Linked DNA regions of Mus musculus: all the other regions are linked to region 4. The links are chromatin contacts, called in public HiCAR-type and promoter capture Hi-C maps. All regions are on one chromosome and are shown on one strand. Each heading gives the region's core, a stretch centred on a gene start, on an enhancer-like site or on the middle of the called end of the contact. The rest is flanking DNA. Distances are from core to core; before and after follow the strand shown. Region 1 holds the start of Lipe (lipase, hormone sensitive). Region 2 holds the start of Zfp566 (zinc finger protein 566). Region 3 holds the start of Thap8 (THAP domain containing 8). Region 4 holds the start of Zfp850 (zinc finger protein 850).

What was found. Promoter capture Hi-C pulls out the DNA fragments that hold promoters and counts their contacts. HiCAR-type assays count read pairs that join an accessible place to other places.
Region 1: a promoter capture Hi-C map of liver shows a contact between it and region 4, with 2.3 times the contacts expected there. The contact joins the promoter of Lipe here to the promoter of Zfp850 in region 4. A contact is called at or near these places in 2 of 39 promoter capture datasets (liver and pre-B cells).
Region 2: a HiCAR-type map of astrocytes shows a contact between it and region 4, with 5 times the contacts expected there. The contact joins the promoter of Zfp566 here to the promoter of Zfp850 in region 4. A contact is called at or near these places in 1 of 39 promoter capture datasets (liver) and 1 of 115 datasets of contacts at active chromatin or transcription factors (astrocytes).
Region 3: a contact with region 4 is called in a promoter capture Hi-C map of cranial neural crest. The contact joins the promoter of Thap8 here to the promoter of Zfp850 in region 4. A contact is called at or near these places in 1 of 39 promoter capture datasets (cranial neural crest) and 1 of 9 other capture datasets (liver).

What each region holds. Positions count from the first base shown.
Region 1 is chr7:25,388,725-25,391,424 of GRCm38.p6, forward strand. Lipe (lipase, hormone sensitive) reads right to left here and starts at 1,388. Exons shown (of 10, transcript NM_001039507.2): 1 at 1,338-1,388. It also overlaps a transcript of 4732471J01Rik not described here.
Region 2 is chr7:30,089,259-30,091,958 of GRCm38.p6, forward strand. Zfp566 (zinc finger protein 566) reads right to left here and starts at 1,252. Exons shown (of 4, transcript NM_152814.2): 1 at 1,030-1,252.
Region 3 is chr7:30,278,810-30,281,509 of GRCm38.p6, forward strand. It overlaps Thap8 (THAP domain containing 8), which reads left to right and starts at 1,285. Exons shown (of 3, transcript NR_144498.1): 1 at 1,285-1,671; 2 at 1,799-1,890. Wdr62 (WD repeat domain 62) reads right to left here and starts at 1,601. Exons shown (of 33, transcript NM_146186.4): 1 at 1,347-1,601. The coding sequence starts at 1,523.
Region 4 is chr7:28,012,689-28,015,388 of GRCm38.p6, forward strand. Zfp850 (zinc finger protein 850) reads right to left here and starts at 1,427. Exons shown (of 6, transcript NM_001254951.1): 1 at 1,328-1,427.

The DNA.
Region 1 (2,700 bases), core at 138-2,637, 2.6 Mb before region 4:
TTTCCCTAGGCCAACCAAGTATTCAAACCTAGGACCGTCCTTGCTGAGATGCAGGAGTCCAAAGCCGAGCCCTCTCCTTCCTCAGGTCTGTCCCAATCCTCCTGGAGACGCAGGGGCCTTCCATTATCTTCTCTCTCACACCTAGGAATTTATCTCCTTGTCTTCTAGAAGCCTGCGGCTGCATCCTCATCCTCTTTCTAGCAGCTGGGAGTCGAAGCCCTCAGACTGAGCAGACCCTGACTAGCTCCTCTTCAGAATTAGAAACCCACTGACCAGGTCTTTTGGCCTTCTTCCTGGATCTAGGAGTCCAATCTCCTGAGCCCTCTATTCCAGAGGCGGGCCCACCCTCTTCCTTCTTCCTTCCAGGTATTCAAGGGTGAACTCCTATCTTTGTTTACTGTCTTTGGACTTGTCCTTCTTGTTCTGGGAAATCGGGATGCTTAGCGGTTCTCCTTCTGAAGACCCACGCATTCAAGTCCCACTCCAAGTTTCCTTCTCAGTCTCCTGGGTTGCCTATAAGCCCTTCCCTTCTAACAATGGTTGGGAACGTTACTCCCTAAGACCAGCCATTACTATCGCCTAGGACTGCCCTCTATACCTAGCCCTCCTTCTGAGCCCTATCCACAATACCAGCCTCTCTGCACCAGGGACTCACTCCTGGTTACTTAAGCCTTCCCTCCTTGTTTTCCTGTAGGATTCCCTAAACCCAGCATCCCTTCTTTGGATGGTCTCCTAGCTTTCAGCCTTGCCCACCTGCCTTAGACTACACTGTTCCATTCTCCTGCCTGAAACAACAGTTCAAATAGCTAATAAATATTCATCTCTCTAGCCAAACCCATGCTACGGTTTAGATTGCCCACAAAGACCCTGGATGCACTGGTTCAGACATAGATTACAGGAGGGGAAACTAAGGATCATCAAAGAGCCAAAGGTTGTATGCATAATTACAGAGCCCACTTAATCACCGATTTCTAAGTCCAGAGTTCCTACATACAGAGCACTCCTCCTAGGACTCTGGAAGCTCAGCTTCTACTTGTCCTTCAAAGTCTGGCTCCATGCTTGGCTTGACTTCCCACATTCAGGGTCCTTTGTGATCTTCTTCCAGCGTCTCCTTGGGTATTCCTGCTATTTAGACTTGAATACCACATCTTGGATAAGTTGCCCTTGACACTTTGGTAGGGACATTACAACCTTCCTGAGTGATTCCCCCCACCCCCCTCTGGAAGTCTAGGGCCCTGCCTGGCTCCTGGATTTGCAACCCCTTGTTTCCCTAGAAGACAGTGTCTCCTCTCCCCTCCAGGCCCTGGGTTCTGTCTCTTGGTTGGGCCTGCACTCACCCCTCCCTGGCCTCTTCCGACTGGAGCTCCCCAAGCTGGCACAGCAGGTCTGTGGCTAGTGCCAGTAGCAGCCTGGGGCGATAAACTGGGGGAGGGACTAGTGGGGTAGGGTGTGGCCACTGCTTCACCTCCTATCCAGAAAGGATAGTGAGAACCACATGCTGTAAACAGAGCCCAGAGTTCAACTCCTTGCCCCTCCTGCCTGCTGGACAGGCAGCTCAACAGAGTCCTCCTGCTAGGTTCTTCCTCAGAGCCCTGGATCCCTGCCCTCTCAGCCCCTCCTTGCTTACACCAGGGAGCCCAGGCCCAGGCTCTCCTTGCTCAGACTCGGGGATCCAGTTCCAGTCTTCTCCCTTAGGACCCAGGAGTCCCAAGCTTTAGTCCTGAACACACTGTCCCCTCTCCCCCAGAAAGCTGTCCTCTCCTCTCCCCCAAGTGGATTCAGGGAGCCAAAGGCTCAGTTATGCCAATTCCCCCCCTCCCGACATTGGCCCTGGCACAGATGTCTCCAGCTGTTAGGGAAAAGAAGTGGCCAGCCCTGCTGTCCCCTCTGGGAGTCCAAAAGCCGATTAAGGGCATTACCAAACTCAGCTAGGGGCCTGAGTCACAGGCCCTCCTGGGTGCTATTCTTACATGTGCATCCTTGGCTTACCCGTAACTTCCGCAGCCCACCCTGCCGACAGTCCATGGGAGACCAAGGCTCAGATACTTTTGCAGGGTCTTCCGCAAACTCCTCACCTAGCCAGCTCTTTCTCACCCTCAGGCAGGCCTCAGCTCGTGGTGGTCGCTCCCTTACGTCTCCCCACCTCTAACGTCCACTCTCACTTACCCACTAAAGCTTATCTCAACCCCAGCACACTCGTACCTTTGCTTTTCTGTCTGTGTCCTCTAGGACGGACACAGATGGGTTTCTGTGGAGGCACAGGGCTCATAAAGTGCAGTATGACTGCTTAGAGCACAACATTACAAATGGCAATCAGCTGTGGGGCCTTCCAAAGAGCCTGCTGTACATGGGAGGCTGACAGGCAGCACATGTCTGCCTGTGGCCCTGGCCTGTCATATTGATGAAGGGAGAGGGTGGCCCCATGGCCCAGCACACTAGCAAATACATGAAGGGCAGAGGGCACGAAGTAGACTGAAGGCCAGAGGCAGTGGCTGGGAACCGGGGAGAGGGTTGCACCTTCCCAGGACTTGCAGACAGACAGCTGGACCAGACCCTCAGGGGTGGTTAAGCTAAGCAGCTGTTACAGTGGGATACTGGTCCAGGTCACTTGTTGGGTGATCCTAGGTTAGCTCTAAATTCTCCATCTGGAAGCTGCTGAGCCATTCTGCCCACCCAGGGTGGGTGGACTGCTTCATGAGC
Region 2 (2,700 bases), core at 2-2,501, 2.1 Mb after region 4:
AGAGCCACACTCATCAGGTGGAGCTTGGGGAGTCTTGTGGAAGAGTATGGGATAGAAGTGAGCAAGCCAGAGGGGTCAAGGATACCACAAGAAGACCCAGAGTCAACTGACCTGGGAGCATGGAGGTTCACAGAGCCTGGGTCACCAACCAGGGAGCATGGAAGAGCTGGACCTAAGCACACTCCCCACCCCACGCCTACACGTTTGTAGCAAGTGTGAGCTTGGTGTTTATGTGGGTCCCCCTAAGAAGTGGAGCGGGGGTTGTCTCCATCTCTGTTCCCTGTCATTGGATCACCCCCTACTTCGACTGCCTGATTGTGCTTCCTAGACCTGCTGGGACTAGGTGCCCCAGGGAGGGGTGGTACCCAGAGGGACTCTCCTGCCCAGAGGACAAGGTAAGGGGGAGATGGAGGGAGGGATTTGTAAGGGTAGGACTGGGAAGCGAGGAAGGAGGGTGGCTGAGATTAGGATGTAAAGTGAATTTTTAAAAGTAAACATTAAAAACAGTTGGAAATACTCATATGGCTACCCTTAATAGTCGAGATGTATAAATGCTTCAGATCCTGAAATATCAAACAGCACAAAGACTCAGTTAAGCCGCTATCCCACTTAACACGGGGAAGTCCTACACAGCTGTCCAAATAAACAAAGTAAAAGACAAAGAAAAGCATGATAGCTCACAAATGAACCTCTAAAATGAGCAAAGGCTAAAGAAGAATGCACGCAAGATACACATTCAAAACTTCACACTCACAACCCACACACAGACCCACAACAGAGACACTCGGCTATCGGAAACCTACCTACGAGAAGACAGGACTACCTACTAGGGGCTCAAAAAGTAACTTAAGCACAACTTCACTTTTACCACACAGAATCCACAGGTATCTGCGCCTGCACTGTGCTGCACGTGGTCACAACATCACACAGTCGCACGCCCCTACAGAGACAGAACACTCACCCAGTCAGCAGCTCTCCACATCCACACACAATGCCGCACGTGTCCCCAGCTCGCTCCCTCCCACTCACCAAGGGGTGGTGGCCGCCACGGTGTTAGCAGAAACTGATGCTCATCACCAGTCCAGCCCCTTAGCGCCGCGATCACTGTTCACAAATTAGCCGCACAATTCCGACTCCTCTGCCGCACAAAGCCCAGCCTCGGCGTTCGCCCCGCCTCCTCCCGGGTTCCGCACCAAAGGCCTTCCTTGCAAGCTGCCAAAGCCCTGCAATCCTTCAGTGCACCTCCCCTCTTGCCAGCAAAGCTCTGAAGTCACGCCAGGCGCGTGATCTTCCCGCGAGAAGCCAGGGAGCCCTCTGGGAAATGTAGTCAGTCCGAGGGAACGCGGCAGACAAGATGGCTCCCGATGGGCGGGGCTTCTAACGGTCCCTCAGTGTGGTGGACGAGCGGAGGACACCCCAAATAGAAACGCATCCTCAGGATACATGGAACCCTATATCAGCTTCCACTACTGCATTTAAAATCATTCAAAAAAGTTAGGAATCTGTTGATTTCCCGGACTTTTGGTATTATCTGTAGAGGATAGACTGCATCAGGAAAGGGGCGGAGAACTGGTAGGGGGCGGAGTGTGATTTGCATAGTAAGCATAATCATGCGGCTGAGACTTCTAGTAATATAATTCAGTGCAATACGAAAAAAAATATATTGAAGGGGGAAAGTTATCTCAATTTCTCAGAGAGCTAAGCCTTTGCTTGGCCACCTCTAGCGGCCGAGTTTCCCCCCGCCCCAGAAGTGTGCAGGAACAGATCTCCTCCGCAGATGTGTGACTTGTTCTGGACATGCATTTGGCTTGGTACTCATTAGCAGGTCCTGTAGGTTGAAAGGGTGGATACCAGGACCACACCTTGGATTCCCACATGCTTCTAATGCTAGCCCGCAGGAGGAGCAGGAGGATCAGGGTCATCCCTGGCTACTGAGAGGTAGTTACATTAAAAACTACAGTGGAACACTTGGAGAAAGCATCTTCCTTTGAAGTGATTTCCATAACCAATAAATATACCTAGTCCAGGAGATAACAAGTCAGTCGGTCTGAAAAAGACATTAAAGTTGGGGCTAGAGAGATGACTCAGCGATTAAGAGCACTGGCTTCTCTTCCAGAGGACCTGAGTTCAATACCCAGCCACCACATAGTGGCTCACAATCATCTATAAGAGGATATGATGCCCTCTTCTGGCCTACAGATGTATATGCAGCAGAGCACTCACATTAAATCTTTTAAAACGACATTGAAGTTAAAAGACTACATCTCTGTATAAATCAAGATTTTCTCTTCAGAAAATAGGGACAACACGGCTTACCTCACTTCTCTGTTAATTGCAAAGCTGCCACAGTCCTAACGAAATAGATACTATAAAGACATGAAGATCTTATAAGGATATGAAGTTACCCAGAATAGAATGGAGCTGAGGGAGAGCTGCCGGTAGACTACCCCAATGATAACGGGTATACTAACCAGGCATGTTAGAGGGAAGTGAAGTTTGGGATTGCTGGGTGCGGAGATTTGAATGAGCTGGCTCATAGGCTCATACATTTGAATGCTTAGTCATTAGTTTATGGAACTGCCTGGGATGGGTTAGGGGATATGGCCATGTTAGAGGAGGTGTGTTATTATTGGAGGGTGGGCTTTGAGGTTTCAAAAGCCCATACCAGGCTCAGTGTGTCTCTGTCTCTCTCTCTGTCTG
Region 3 (2,700 bases), core at 35-2,534, 2.3 Mb after region 4:
AATTGTTCCTGGTTTTGTGCCCCTCCAGGTGTAGGAGATAGGAGTGAGTCTATTTCAGATTATTCATTACACTAAGTATTGTTATTTCTTTATATGTCTCGATGGAAAAACATGTTTTTGCCATGTGTGTCACTTGTCCTTGTGACTCCTCTTAACCCTCAGGGTACAAACTGTCTGCTGCTCAGACTAAAGTTGGCTACTACAGGAGACTTTAGCTTGCCTCATTTATGACTCCATTCTCCCAGGTCCCACTGCCTCTAGACTAGTAGCCAATAGCTCCGTAGGTAAAAGCCCTTGGGGCCAAAGCTGACTCTGGGAGAATGAACTCTCAAAAGTTGACCTCAGCCAGTCTGGTCTACACAGCCAGTTCCAGGTCAGCCAAGGCTACACGGAGAAACCCTGACCAAAAAAAAAAAAAAAAAAAGTTTTACTAATAGCATTCCTTCTACCCAAAGTCATTTCTTTCTGTGACTCAAATTTTGTGGAACTGTTTTGTACACCCTGCTCCCCAGGCAGCAGTGCTAAGATTTTTACATTCTCCATAATTTTAAGCCGTAAGTAGATAAAAATCAGTTCTAGTGAAGGAACAGGAAAGAAATCAGGAACAGAAAAAGGAAGGAAGACCAAGAAATGTTACGCAAATAAGCCAGGCAAGTACTCCGGAGGCAGAAAGGTAGATCTCAGAGCTCACAGCCAGCCTGCTGGTCTACAGAATGAATTCAGTCACAAAGAAATCCTGTCTCAAAAGGAAAAAACAAACAACAAAAACAAAAAACAAAAAAACCACAACAATATAACAACAACAACAAAACCCACAACAATATAACAACAACAAAACCAGGGGAATGTTAACCAAATAGGGGCCTGGAAGAGCACACCTTACCCCGAGGCGCTACAGAGGAGGCGTGGCAAGAGCCAACAGGCCAGCCTCTCGCTCAGACTCCGATACAGCACACTGGTGGCTGCAGTGGTCCCCAGCCCTATTCCAATAAAATCAAAGACACACTGGAATGAAAGGGATAAGTGTCTTAGGTCACTCACTGAACAGTAAAGTGATATTAGAGATGATTTGTAAATGCAAAACCATTTCCCGGGAGTTAGAACTAAAATAAAGCAATGTGCCAACTCTAAGTGGAGCCAGAAAGATGGGCAGCACCAAACCCTGAAGCCAGCAGGAACGCAGGGGGAAAGCCTCTGCCAAGGGGGCGGGGCTTCCGGACCAGGCGGGCCTGGGAAGCCGCCTGAGGGAGCAAATAAAGAAGCGATGGGAGGGACCGAGGCCCCGAGGCGGGACCAAGGTGGCAGAGAAGCCCGGAGTTGGGTAAACAGGACGACCAGCCTCTCACCCGGTTCTGCACAGTGTCCTCGGGAGCCGCCGCGAGTCGCGTCCGCCGCCGGAGGCAGAGCGGTGGGGCAGGAGGCGGGGAGGACTGGTTTCTCCGCGCCGGAACTCCCGCCATGACAGAGGACAGCTTTTCTATCGTGTCACTCCGCGTATAACCTCCGGCCGCTAAGGCAGCCATCATGCTGTCGGAGACCAGTGTCCGTTACGCTTCTTAACAGCCGCCTGTAGCCAGCACCCACTCGAATAGCGAATGGCCGCGGGAAAGCCGGCGCCACCGCCCATTGGACGCAGCCGGCACCCCGGCTGGCCAATCACAAAGCTTCCGGGTAGGCTCATTGCCCAATGGGAGATAAGAGGCGGAGCTAAAGGAAGGTGGGGCCAGGGCCTGTCTATTTCACTGCTTACTGAGTCTGGCTGGGTTTCTCTACTAACCTGTGCTTTCTCTGTTCATAGACACACAGCTTTTAACTTTGATGGAGCTCATCCTGTCTTTTGCAACAGTCCCGGGAAGTTATTCAAGCTGTACCAGTCTCATGGATATAGGGGTAGGGTGAAGCCAAAGAGCCGTGGGCTTGGGGTCGGGAACAACACCGCCCTACTCTTGCCTATACAAATAGTGAGGTTTAGGATTGCGAAGATTGTAGCCAGCTGCTCTCCATCCCGTGATTGGGGCGTAGCCGCGGTAGCACGAGGAACATTTTGTACGCATGCGCCCTCAGTTTCCCCTGTCACGTGTTGCAGTGTTGCTCTTCCCTGGGATGACGTGAGGCGGATGGATTGCTCGGGGACCCGGACAGGGTTTGGCCCAGACTCAAGTGTTATTGCTGACTGGGCAGGACTGGCCAGGGTAGGACAGCTACACATAAGTACATTAGGGCTCCAACACTTTGGGGCGCCTGGGCAGGGACAATTGGCCTGGGAGATTCGAACATGGGGCGTGGCCCTGGGAGGGGCGGGGTTGGTCCAGCTTTGAGTCTTGGGAGCTACTGCTATGAAGCTGTAGATAGTTCATTGCTACCTTGGGAGCGGAAGGGGTGAGAGGGATGTGCACACACATCATTCTCCCTGTTCATTTTTTGGCTTATTTTTCTCTTTAAACGGTTTTCTGGGGCATCACAGGTTGAGGTATGCAACGGTGTCCCCACCACTAGAATGTCAGCCCCTCCCTGAAGCCAACAAATTTTATCCCATTTCCTGTTATTCCTAGGTTGCTAGACTAATGCCTAACACATACTATTGTCCATCAAATGTTTGTTGGAAGGGTTTGATTTTTAGCCCAGAAGTCTGTTGGGGTTTGGGAAGCGTCGCACAAACCGCTTAAAAACCGATCTCAGTTAAACAGGACTGGTTTATTG
Region 4 (2,700 bases), core at 177-2,676:
ATTAGCACATTCATTTTCCTGTCCTTGTTTTTAAAACAGCATCTCACTGTGTGGCCCAGCTAGCCTAGACCTTGCTATGTGGACCAAGCTGACCCTGAACTCACAGTGATCCTCCTGCTTCTGCCTCTGAGATTAAATGTATACCACGAAGCCTAGCTTTTCTTTTTAAGTCACTTTCTTAAACATCCACCAGCAATCGCATTGTTTCTCACACTCCCTTGTCCTGCTGAACACTGAGTGGAATGAACCCAAGATGGCCTCACAGAGAACAACTAAAGCACACCAGGCCCTTAGGATATGGCGGCACTGCACTAACAGGCTTCACCACAGGCATCCTACGGTTCCTGACAGGCCTGGAGAGCCTGAGGGGACAGAACCAAGATTCCAACCCGATACCACAGATCCACACTCCACGATCAATCATGGCATTGCTCATCTGGATCTGGCCAACGTTACCCATTACACACACACACACACACACACACACACACACACACACACACTCAGAAAATCACTAGCTTTCAAAGATGCCAAATTCAGTGCTATCACTTTCCCACTGCCATAATCCTCACAGTGAACACATCATCTATCCCCGACATTCCTGGCCTGCTTTGAAAACAAGGCCTGTAAGGATCAAAGGATCGCATCTGATATGCGATGCCATCCAAATAGAAATCGATTTATAAAATCAGAGTTTGAGAGACCTAACGATAACCTCTGGAGGTTTCTACCTAGAACATCTTAGGAAAAGGGTGATTGTAGAGAAGAAAAGGCGGGGTTCATTGAAATGATAAGGTGAAGTGGAAAGGGAAGGGACAACGTTATGGGCCCCAGAGGTGAAGGTATCAATTTTCACGTTCCTCCTTCATTTACTGATAATTCCACGAGATCTCAGACTATATCCGAGAGCATCCTCACCGAGCATTTTCCTTCACGTCCCTCAACACTCTCATGGCTACAGCTCTGAGAAACTTCGGGTATTCAACCCAGAGCAGCCCTCCTAAGCGACCCTCGGAGGCACTTCCGGCCTTAAAAGCACCTCCCAAGCTCGTGTGTACCTCAGGGAAAGCTTCCCTTCAGACTCCGCACCTGACTTCTCCTTAGTGATGCTTAGCCCTCTGCTCCAACCCCTGTGGCCTTGAAAGAAAATGATAAGCACAGTGACACAGATGAGCAGAGAGCTCAAGGTGTGTATACACAGAGAGACGCGCGCGAGCGCGCGCCCACCCACCCACACAAACACACGCTCACACACGCTCACACACGCCCGTACGCGTCAACATCTCCATTCACCCTACACCAGCGCCCACACCGATACCCAGCCCACCTTACTCTGTGGAGACCGAAGCCAACCAGCAATTTCTTTGGACCAGAAAGATCAGACCTTCCGTGTTGGTGGCACCGGGATGCCAAAGACCCTTGGCGGCGTCCGGAGCTATGTGGAGCCTTCAAGAAGCCCGGCGTTTCCGAAAGGTCCCAGCATGCAACTTAGCCCGGCCCATCCGGGAACTGGGCCCAGTGGCTTGTGGGAGTTCCCACGGTGGGGGGGCAGGGGGCTCCCCATGCTTCGAGGGGAGGCTGCCTCCTGGGATCAAAACGGAGTTTGGTGTTCTGTGTCTACCTGATTTTCCCTCCTGTGGCGTGGACGGACGAGCGGAAATTTTAAAATTTAGAATAGGAAGTAGATCAGATCGGGACGGACGCTTTGCCTGAGTCCCACTCAGTGGGATTCCACTACGCTGTGCTCTGCTAGGGACTATGGTAAATTTGAAAAGACCGAACTAAAGAATTGGTTGGTTTCTAAAGTTGGGTAGTTTATATTAACGATTTCAAAGAGCCAGATATTCTGGACCCTTCCAGGGTTCGGTGTCCCTGTTGACTAGATAGAAAAAATTGAGTGACGACTACATCTGTATGTATCACCAGAACTGTGTTCAATAGGCAGTCATTTACCTCCTGTTGGAGGATGAATGACTAGCACGCGTTAAGTGTCCTAAAAAACAAAAAACTAAAAAACAAACAAAACACAAACCCAAAACATAGGCCTCTTTTTTATAGGATAGACACATTTATTGTAACTTGACACTATGGAACTTTCGAAACCACTTTTGTTTTTTCTCATGTTATACAAAGAACTTTTTCCAAACATGATAGAAAGAAATTGTGAAAAGGCTAAACAATCCTAGTAATAAAACTAATTGCATTAAATGTACTGTAAATTATGTAAATGCTAAAGTATAGGTGCCACATTAATTTGCAGATAAGTGTTAACTACAGAAAATGTGTTAAATATTCTAGCCGATTCAAAGTGACCATCCTCACAATAGTATTAAAAAAAAAAAAGACTTAAGTCAACTTTAAAATGGAGGCAGTTCTGGGGGCAAAGAGCATCGCCAGTACTAACAGCAATAACAGAGACAGCAAGTCATCAAGTGAAAATATCCTTGGCTGGGCGTGGTAGCACATGCATGTGACCCCAGCAATGAGGAGACACAGCCAGTGAATGTCTATGAGATGAGGCCACCAAGGACTATTTAGTGAAGACCTGTCTAAAAAACTAAAATAAACAGTATGCGTGTAATACCACACCTTCAAAACATGAGGGGAAACGTCCAATAGAGAAATAAGGAGAAACAGCCAAATCCAGCATTGCATACAAAAGTTTTCAGTCTCAATAACTGATAGAAGGAATCCAGAAAA